Linked DNA regions of Bombyx mori: region 2 is linked to region 1. A link is a contact called in public Hi-C data. All regions are on one chromosome and are shown on one strand. The core of a region is the stretch at or near the end of the contact, and the rest is flanking DNA. Distances in the headings are between cores, read along the strand shown. Region 1 holds the start of LOC101741644 (HEAT repeat-containing protein 5B). Region 2 holds the start of LOC101742366 (RNA exonuclease 1 homolog).

Evidence for each region. Hi-C and Micro-C count contacts between places; a contact is called where the count stands out from the background.
Region 2: a contact with region 1 is called in a Hi-C map of posterior silk gland, with 2.3 times the contacts expected there. The contact joins the promoter of LOC101742366 here to the promoter of LOC101741644 in region 1. A contact is called at or near these places in 3 of 7 Hi-C or Micro-C datasets (middle silk gland, posterior silk gland and whole pupa).

What each region holds. Positions count from the first base shown.
Region 1 is chr7:5,951,550-5,956,265 of ASM3026992v2, reverse strand. It overlaps LOC101741644 (HEAT repeat-containing protein 5B), which reads left to right and starts at 2,508. Exons shown (of 39, transcript XM_038012176.2): 1 at 2,508-2,750; 2 at 3,295-3,425; 3 at 3,715-3,926; 4 at 4,710-4,716. The coding sequence starts at 3,300.
Region 2 is chr7:6,537,239-6,541,954 of ASM3026992v2, reverse strand. LOC101742366 (RNA exonuclease 1 homolog) reads left to right here and starts at 2,527. Exons shown (of 1, transcript XM_012694891.4): 1 at 2,527-4,716. The coding sequence starts at 2,618.

The sequences.
Region 1 (4,716 bases), core at 1,259-3,758:
AAATTTATAACATTAATTATATTTATTTCAAATCATATTAATTATACAATATTTCAAAAAAAAGAGATTAAAATTACCATTTTTATTCCTAGTTATCTAAACATAATTCAAGTGTAGTCCCTAAAAAAATGACTTGGCAAAAAACCTTCCTAAATTCAACATTCCTCAATTTTTCCTATATTTACGAAACTAACTCCAAAGCTGATATCACTACATGCAAGCTACAATGAGGAGCCGACTGACGAGACATGTCACACACATTTACACAGATCACATAATATTTTTATTATTATAATTATATTAATCACGTTAGTTTGGAAATAGTGATCAAAGAACACTACTGAAAGTTGGTTCAGAAAAAGCGGACAATTAGTATGCTAGTAAGTAAAAAAGGGATCTCAATTTTTTTATATCTCAGGATAGTGATTACGAACGTGTGTAGACGTGGCTACAAATATAACATCCGGCTTAATCGTATCGAGTGATGTAGTTATACCGATTCAATCTCACAGGCAAAATTACCATTTTCGAATGAAAAAAGTCCAACAGGATTTTTTTTAAAACACACGGTCTATGTTAAAACATCAATAACGACCGAATTGAATGGCTTCTCAGCTGTTTAGGATAGATATAAGAAAGCGAAAAAGTGTAAGAAAATGAAACAAAGTTTCAATGGTACTTTATTCTTTTTCATCTCAATTTTTCTCTTCTCATTGTATTTGATCCCCATAGATTATAATTTCAAATAAATCAATTTCGTGGTATTATCTCAATTTCATTGGGAATGGAACAACTATTTGTGTGCTAAATGATTTCTACGCTGGCAGCAATGGAATAACTCATTGTCTATGATACTGTATAAGACTTGGCTTCAGCCTTATTGAAATTTTCTACCCGATGATATGCAAGCGAAGTAAAATGTCCCTTAGAAATAAGGTAATGACATATGCAAGTGTAATGTTCGCTCACGCGGCCCGCACTCACTTAAAATCTAATTTCAAATTATCCAATCCCGTTTTTGCAGGATAGCCGTCGGAGCCCCGTGGTTCGTCAGGAACGTCGACCTCCATGACGACCTGGACTTAGAGTCCATCAGTAAGTATCTACAGTCGGCGTCGATGCGCCACTTCGATAAAGCGGCACGACACGAGAACCCTCTCATCGTGGCCGCCGGTAACTACATTCCTGATCCTGCGGACAGAATGGAAAGCAGTCGACGTCGCCCAAAACACGTCATCTCGGATCCTCCCGATCCACTAACGGTGCTTTTAGGTACTTCAAGCACCGGTCACCGTTCTCGTCGAACCCGTCGCTGGCGACGAAGGGCTCGACGAGTAAATTAACTCTCAGACACAGCCCACTGAGTTTCTCGCCGGATCTTCTCAGTGGGTCGCGTTTAGGATCCGGTGGTAGATTCTGCGAAGCACGACTCTTGCTAGGGTTCGTGTTAGCATCGTAGCCAGGTTTGAGCCCCGTGAGCTCACCTACAAACGTTAGGGCGAAGCTGAAATAGCCTCTCAAAGCTATCAGCATAGGTAGGAAAAAAAAAAATTAAATTTTTATTTCAGGAAGAAATTATAAAGGTCTTGGCTCCGGCCTTAATGAAATTTTTATTTCAGGATATAATATAAATCATATAAGACCTAGTTTCGGCTTTTTGAAAAGTTATTTCAAAAATTATATAGAACAGATAAGGCTCTATGGGCTTAGATCCCTTTGCCATTCTTAATAAGGAAAAATTATACCAAAAAAATATCTTTGATACTGAAAAAGTCAATCAAAAGGGCTCACTGAATTTGGCTCCCTTTTTTATTTTCCAATTTTTTTAATTTTTAATTATTTGCTTGCCGTTTCTTCGTTAATGTTTGATTGTAAAAATTGTTTGTTCGTCTTTTATTTATTTATAATTAATTAAACAAATGATCACCCTTAAGTTGGCCCCTTTTACTAGATATCTTTATTTTTATCACTTACATTAATTAATTTTGATCAATTATCGTTTGTTCGATGACTATTGGTGATTGTTCGATCATAAAAACAATTAAATTCCCGTTTATTAGTTATTTTATATCTATTATTAAGCAAACCATCACCTCACGCCTATATTGCGCATGCGCCAGTTTTGTCAGTCAGCTGGCAATGGCCGTATTTACAAGCGTTTTGTTAACAAGTGCGCTCATTAATAATTGGGAATTTAATTGTTCTTATGATCGAACAATTACCAGTAGTCGTCGAACAAACGATAATTGATCAAAATTAGTTAATCTAAGTGATAAAAATAAAGACATCTAGTACGAGGGGGCAACTTAAGGTTGATAATTTGTATAATTAATTATAAATAAATAAAAGACGAACAAACAATTTTTACAACCGAATATTAACAAACAAACGACGAACAAATAACAAAAAATAAAAAAAAGAGGTGCCAAATTCGGTGAGCCGATCAAAAGAGTGAAAAAAACAATTTAGTTCACAGATTAGTATAATTGTTAATTTGTTACTGATTTAGTTAGTTTACTTACTAGTCTGTGAATGTGGGGTGTGTTGTTTTGGAATACGGATTAATTTGGATTAAATTTGAACTAGAGTTACCCTCATTTCAGTTACGTGGTTTTACTGTGCCTTCCAGTGTTTTGTGCTTATAAAATCGGCAGTCACAGTAGTTAATAACTGTGACTATTTACTGTGGCTTATTATGTAAAAGTTATACAAAATCATACTCAATTTACCTTGTTAAAATCTGTCTATTGGTGAGTTTCAAATTTTTGTATCTTGCAATAAACAAATGTCTTCGACTGATTTTTAATAAGGATATGATAAAAAATAATGGAGTATAAATATATTTCTATTAGGATTCCTAAATCGTAAAAACAGAAATATAATAGTGTACTCGTCAAGTATATTTTACAAATAAACAAACTCATATTTCTGTGAACACGTATCCGCAACTATGCTTACTGTCAAGTAATTACATCTAAAATTAATTTAGGTCATAATGAAAGAGTTAATTATATATTGTCCCATTTTAGTTACCTAAATAGTAATCATTTCTATGTTATTACGAAATTAAAATGAAGAGGAATTGGGAATTGTAGAAATGGTTTCCAATTTTAAAACCAATGTTTTTAAAGCTAATGTATTTAACATATTCGGTAACCTCTTAACAACGCTATTGAACTCATGGTTTTACTAGTATTTATTATACAAACTCAGAGTTCTACATATCATTCTGCTCTGATTGAATTGTGTACAATAAACTCAAAACATATGTGCAATAAAAAATAAAATTTTCAGAAAAAATGGAAGTGTCCCATTCCTTGACTCTAAACGAAACAGCATTGCAGCAGCTGCCAGATGATAAAAAGCCACATTTCATATTTGAATGGCTACGGTTCCTTGACAAGGTGTTGGTTGCAGCACACAAGGTACAAAATTAAAATCATGGTTTTTTTAAATTTACACTATGATTGCATATTTATAACTTTATTATACTGTGTGTGGGTCAACAAATTAATTTATTATTATTAAAAGAGAAAAAATACAATTAACATTATACCAAATCTATTAAACAATCTAAAATTTCCCATAATTATTTTAATGTAATTAATATACTATAAACACCTATGCAATAAATAAATCAACATCAAAATTAAGTTTTGAAGAATACTAACAAGTAAAATAGCATGTTGAGTTTAATTGTTATTTTTGTTTCAGAATGATATTAAAGCTTGCCAACAAAAACTTGTTGCCCAATTAGTTAATCTTCTACGTGAATCCCTTGGTGCACCTGCTAGAAAACTGCTTGCCCGGAATTTAGCCATACTCTTCTCTGTCGGGGATACCTTCCTTTTATTTGATACAGTAAATAAGTGCAATGACATCATCAAAGTGAAGGATGACTCGCCTTCATACATGCCGACTAGATTGTACGTATAGTTGTTTAAGTGCTACATGTATGCAGTTTGATGCTGTCTATATGTCTATATTTTTCTAAGAAAATATAGCTGACTACATACACAAGTGACTTTAACTTTAACTTTTTACTGGTGGTAGGACCTCTTGTGAGTTCACATGGGTAGGTAACACTGTATGCCTATATCTGCCGCTAAGCAGTAATGCGTTTTGGTTTGAAGGGTGGGGAAGCCGTTGTAACTATACTGAGATTTTAGAACTTATGTCTCAAGGTGGATGGCGCATTTACTGTGTAGATGCCTATGGGCTCCAGTAACCACTTAACACCAGGTGGGCTATAAGCTCGTCCACCCATCTAAGCAATAAAAAAAAACTTGAGAAATATCACTGTGTAGTATAGATTAAATCAGAATATTATATAATTTTGTAAGCAGCGGCTTGGCTCTGCCCCTGGTACTGCTGAAGTCCATGGGAGATGATAACCATTCAACATTAGGTGGGCTGTAAGCTCGTCTGCTTACGAGGGCATTAAAAATATATATTAATTACTATTTTTCGTAAGAAAAATTGTCAGTGCTACCAGTACAGGCTATTACTGGTATAACATGAAGCAGGCATTCAGTTTAGTTTGAAGGGTCTGGTTTCATATCACATTGTTAAATAAATGTGATCAGTTGTTAGTGCAGTTTGTATGAAAAAAAGTATATCACTCTACTGAAACTGAAAATGAAAATACAAAAAAAGATAATACATTGAATAAAAAACGTAATATTTACTAAAAACAATTCTTTACACAGGGCTGCA
Region 2 (4,716 bases), core at 1,278-3,777, 590 kb before region 1:
GTAATCTTATATGTGTCAAGTGTTGCCGGCTATTACTTTTATACTCAAACTCCAACAAAGTGAAACTCCAAAAATATTATCTATGATTTACCTCCTTCTATTATTTTTTTAATTATTATAATTTTTTGGTTCGTACCTCTAGCAAACAACAAAGCCAGAGATTCTTATTTACATTTTTTGTTTTAATTTTAATTATAATTGATACTCCTGCCCATAAGGGTCTTAAAAATTCCGAGCCTCTTTATCATACCTGTTCTCGCATTTATTCATCTCGTACTTTCATTCATTCCATTCATACTTTGCATGCCTAGCTACGACTAATAAAGGGAGGGCTATTGGGACTCTTTATTTCTATATTTTTTTACATATCCTACCTCCTTCTATTCTAGTGCGAGCCATAGAGCTAAAACTAAAACGACAATTTTTAATTTGTAAAACATTAATTAATACGTTTCCACCGGCCAGGCATAAACGTCTATGATCAAAAAAACTGGGCTCATAAATATCATTATAGTACCAGAGATCAAAATAAGACATGGCGTAGCTATCAAGTTGTCAGAAACTAGGCACATACATTTTTTTGCAACGTAGTTCCTTAGCGTGACTTGAGATCGGAGTTGACTCATAGAATTCATCAGGTAACAAAAGAGGGCTATTCTTTGTTACATGTGACTTTCAGTCTCTGTATCTATCCATTAATTAGGAGTGTGGAGGTATATGTATGCGTTTATTAGCTAATTAGTAAGCATCGATATTTCAAACATTACGTGCTATTCACAGCTGCATAAGTAGGTATCATTGCCCTGACTGACAAAACCGGCGCATGCGCAATGTAGGCGTGAGGTGATGGTTTGTGTATAAGATATAAAATAATTAATAATTGGGAATTTAATTGTTTTTATGATCGAATAATCACCAATAGTCGTCGAACAAACGATAATTGATTAAAATTTATTAATCTGAGCGATTAAAATAAAGATATCTAGTAAAGAGGGCCAACTTAAGGGTGATCATTTGCTTAAGTAATTATCTATACTAATAATATTATAAAGAGGAAAGATTTGTTTGTTTCGAATAGGCTCCGAAACTACTGGACCGATTTGAAAAATTCTTTTTCCATTAGAAGCCGACATTGTCCCTGATGAACATAGGCTACTTTTTTTTGCTTTCATGTGTGTTTTAATGTTTCCGAAGCGAAGCGAGGGCGGGTCGCTATAAATAAATAAAAGACAAACAAACATTAACGAACAAACGACGAAAAAATAATTAAAAATAAAAAAATCTGAAAATCAAAAAACGGGGCGCCAAATTCAGTGAGCCGTCTATGTAGAAACATGAAAACCGACTGTTTCAAATGTATAATAAATGAGTGCTTCCATCCAACCAATCATAGATGTTGGACTTTTTGGCGGGAACGCGAGGAGTGAAGTTGTGCGTTTTGTTTTATTTCGTCTATTTAGTGTTTTTTCAGGTTTAAATGTGTAATAACGGTGGTTTATTAACTGTTTAATATCTGTAAAAGTGCACAAATGTGGGAAAATGAAACAAAGCCGCTGGACGTCACTTCTCGGGATCCTCCATAAAGTCCAATGAAAAAGTCTCAGTAGATGACCACCATTTTACTGAGATTATATTTCATCCCATATCATCTTATCTTCATTTCATTTCATAATTTTTCATAAAAATAAGAAAATAAATTAAAATAAGACATGACTTAAAGGTCTTAGTTACCAGGTCATAAAATCCCTTAAAAAAAAAAGAGGAAAGATTTGTTTGTTTCGAATAGGCTCCGAAACTACTGGACCGATTTGAAAAATTCTTTTTCCATTAGAAGCCGACATTGTCCCTGATGAACATAGGCTACTTTTTTTTTTTTTTTGCTTTCATGTGTGTTTTAATGTTTCCGAAGCGAAGCGAGGGCGGGTCGCTATAAATAAATAAAAGACAAACAAACATTAACGAACAAACGACGAAAAAATAATTAAAAATAAAAAAATCTGAAAATCAAAAAAAGGGGCGCCAAATTCAGTGAGCCGTCTATGTAGAAACATGAAAACCGACTGTTTCAAATGTATAATAAATGAGTGCTTCCATCCAACCAATCATAGATGTTGGACTTTTTGGCGGGAGCCCGAGGAGTGAAGTTGTGTGATTTGTTTTAGTTTGTCTATTTAGTGGTTCTTCAGGTTTAAATGTGTAATAATGGTGGTTTATTAGCTGTTTAATATCTGTGAAAGTGCACAAATGTGGGAAAATGAAACAAAGCCGCAGGACGTAACTTCTCGGGATCCTCCAAAAAGTCCACTGAAAAAATCTTAGTTAATGACCACCATTTTACTGAGATTATATTTCATCCCAAATCATCTCATTTCATTTCATTTAATTTCATCCCAGTTGATTAATGTCTCAAATTAATCATCTTCATTTCGTTTCACTCCTTAATATCATTTTTCATAAAAATATGAATATATATTAAAATAAGACTGACTTAAAGGTCTCAGTTACCAGGTCATAAAATCCCTTAAAAAATTATAGATGTGACATAGGTAAGGTATGAATGCATCCAATGTTCCCAAAATCTTAGAAGTGTTTGATTGATACTGTCGGACTAACATTAATGTTGCCTTCAACGGGATATTTTAACGCCATTAATTGTCCTTTTTACGACAATGGCCTTTGTGAAAGACCTTATTGTCATTTTCGTCATGTAAAAAGAGATTTACAAAATTCATCCAGTGATGGAATTGAAAGCGGTGCGATATTACAAAAACTTGTTTCAGCAGCTGTACAAAAGGTTCTACAACAAACTGATAGCACTGGGTCCGCAATTAGTGTACAGACAGTAAACAATAATCTCGATGACAATCTTGTATCTATTAGTAAACCAACCTACAACCCTACACCAATATCGGAACTTAAAAAGATAAATCATTTAGAAACAGAAAATAACGACGAAAATAGCGAACAAAGAAAACGTCATATTCCCGTACCATATACCCCAAGAAAACCAGTCAGTGCAAGTTTGAGGATACCTGAGTCGCAGGATACATCTAAACCATTCATTTACATTCCTCCGCCATTAACATACACTCCTGGGAGTAACGAGAATGTACAGTGTGATAGTTACGTGCCTCCTGGATCATCTGCAAGTACAGAAACCTATAATCCAGGTTCTGAAAAAGAACTGCAAGAATATCAGCCTTGTGAACTAGACCTAAATACTACAAACAAACGAAATTACATTCCTTCGGACAGGAATTCGAGCAAAAATAAAGTTCTCGAATATAAACCTTCTAAAGTTTCGTCAAGAAATGAACCTACTGTAAAATATCAACCAACACCAAAGTTCTTAGCTCCATGTTTCTCAAGTGATGAGGATGAACCAGATAATAAGAAAATTAAATTATCAAGTGACCTTAATGGGCTTGATGATCTTGGCCCTGAGTTTGACATATTAGATCAAATACTTCATGAAGAAAACAAAAAGGAAGACAGTAAAACAATACTTAACAAGGCTGATAAAAATATAAGTAAAAATAATAATAGTAGTAAATGCAATAAGGAAACTAAAGTAAATAAAGAGGATAAAGTGAAGTCTGATAGCAAGAATCATAATGGTGACTCAAAGAGTAAAAAATGTAGCCCTGAGAAAAACCAAACAAATAAAACAAGGAAACATAAATCTCATAAGAAAGAAAAAAGCCTAAAAGAAAAAGAAGATCAAAAGAGTCCTAATAGGAAATCAAGTAAGAAGGAAGGAAGTGATAAAGACAAATATAAAAGTAAAAGTGAAAAACATGAAAAGAAAAAAGAAAAGCAAAATAAATATGAATCCAAGTCATCTGATAAAAGTTCAAAACAATCAAGTCATAGATCATCCAAGTCTGATTCAAATAATCACAAATACAAAGAAAAGGAACATAGAAAAAAGAAACACAAAAGTTCAAGAGACAGACAAAAAAGTAAGAGTAAAGATCCACCTCACATTGATGATGTAGATCACCAATCTGATACTAGTGAAATGGAGCCTGATGAAGAGACTATAGCGATGGAATGCAAGAAGATTTTTGATGAATATGTTCCAATCAGAAAGATAGTTGCAGAGGAAAATGAACCTACTATAGAAGAAACACAAGATGAGGAATATGTGCCCACAAAGAAGAGAGTATCACGTGCTGTAGATGTTAAAGTTGTAACAAAACGACAAATAAAACCAGATTACAAGATTAGTGCTGCCCAAGCAATGGCAGAAAGATTGGCTAAGGTTAGAGAGTTTCATAGCACAAAAGTTAATAATTCTCTGCAAAATGAAAGTAAAGGTGAGGACAATACAAATATAACAAAAAGGGAACTTCAGAAATCCATATTTAGTACAGTAAACTCTAGTAATTTGAAAATTCGTATTGCTCATGTACCATATGCCTCAACATTGATAAATGCCAAAAGAAATATTTCAACTAGCCAAGACATTGCAAAAAACAGTTTGCCCGCCGGCTCTAATTCATCTACTACTGTCCAAACCATAAAGAAAGGAGCACTGAGGGTAGCACACATGCCTAGTGAGAAATTTATAGATCGCCCAGGTGTTTTAGAGCCTTTGGCTTCAAAAATACCAGCAAATATTAGATCTACTTATTTAAATCTTATGATAGATGAATGCTTGAAACTTTACCTTTCCGCAACTGATGCGTATTCTAGAGCTCAACATGAAGAACT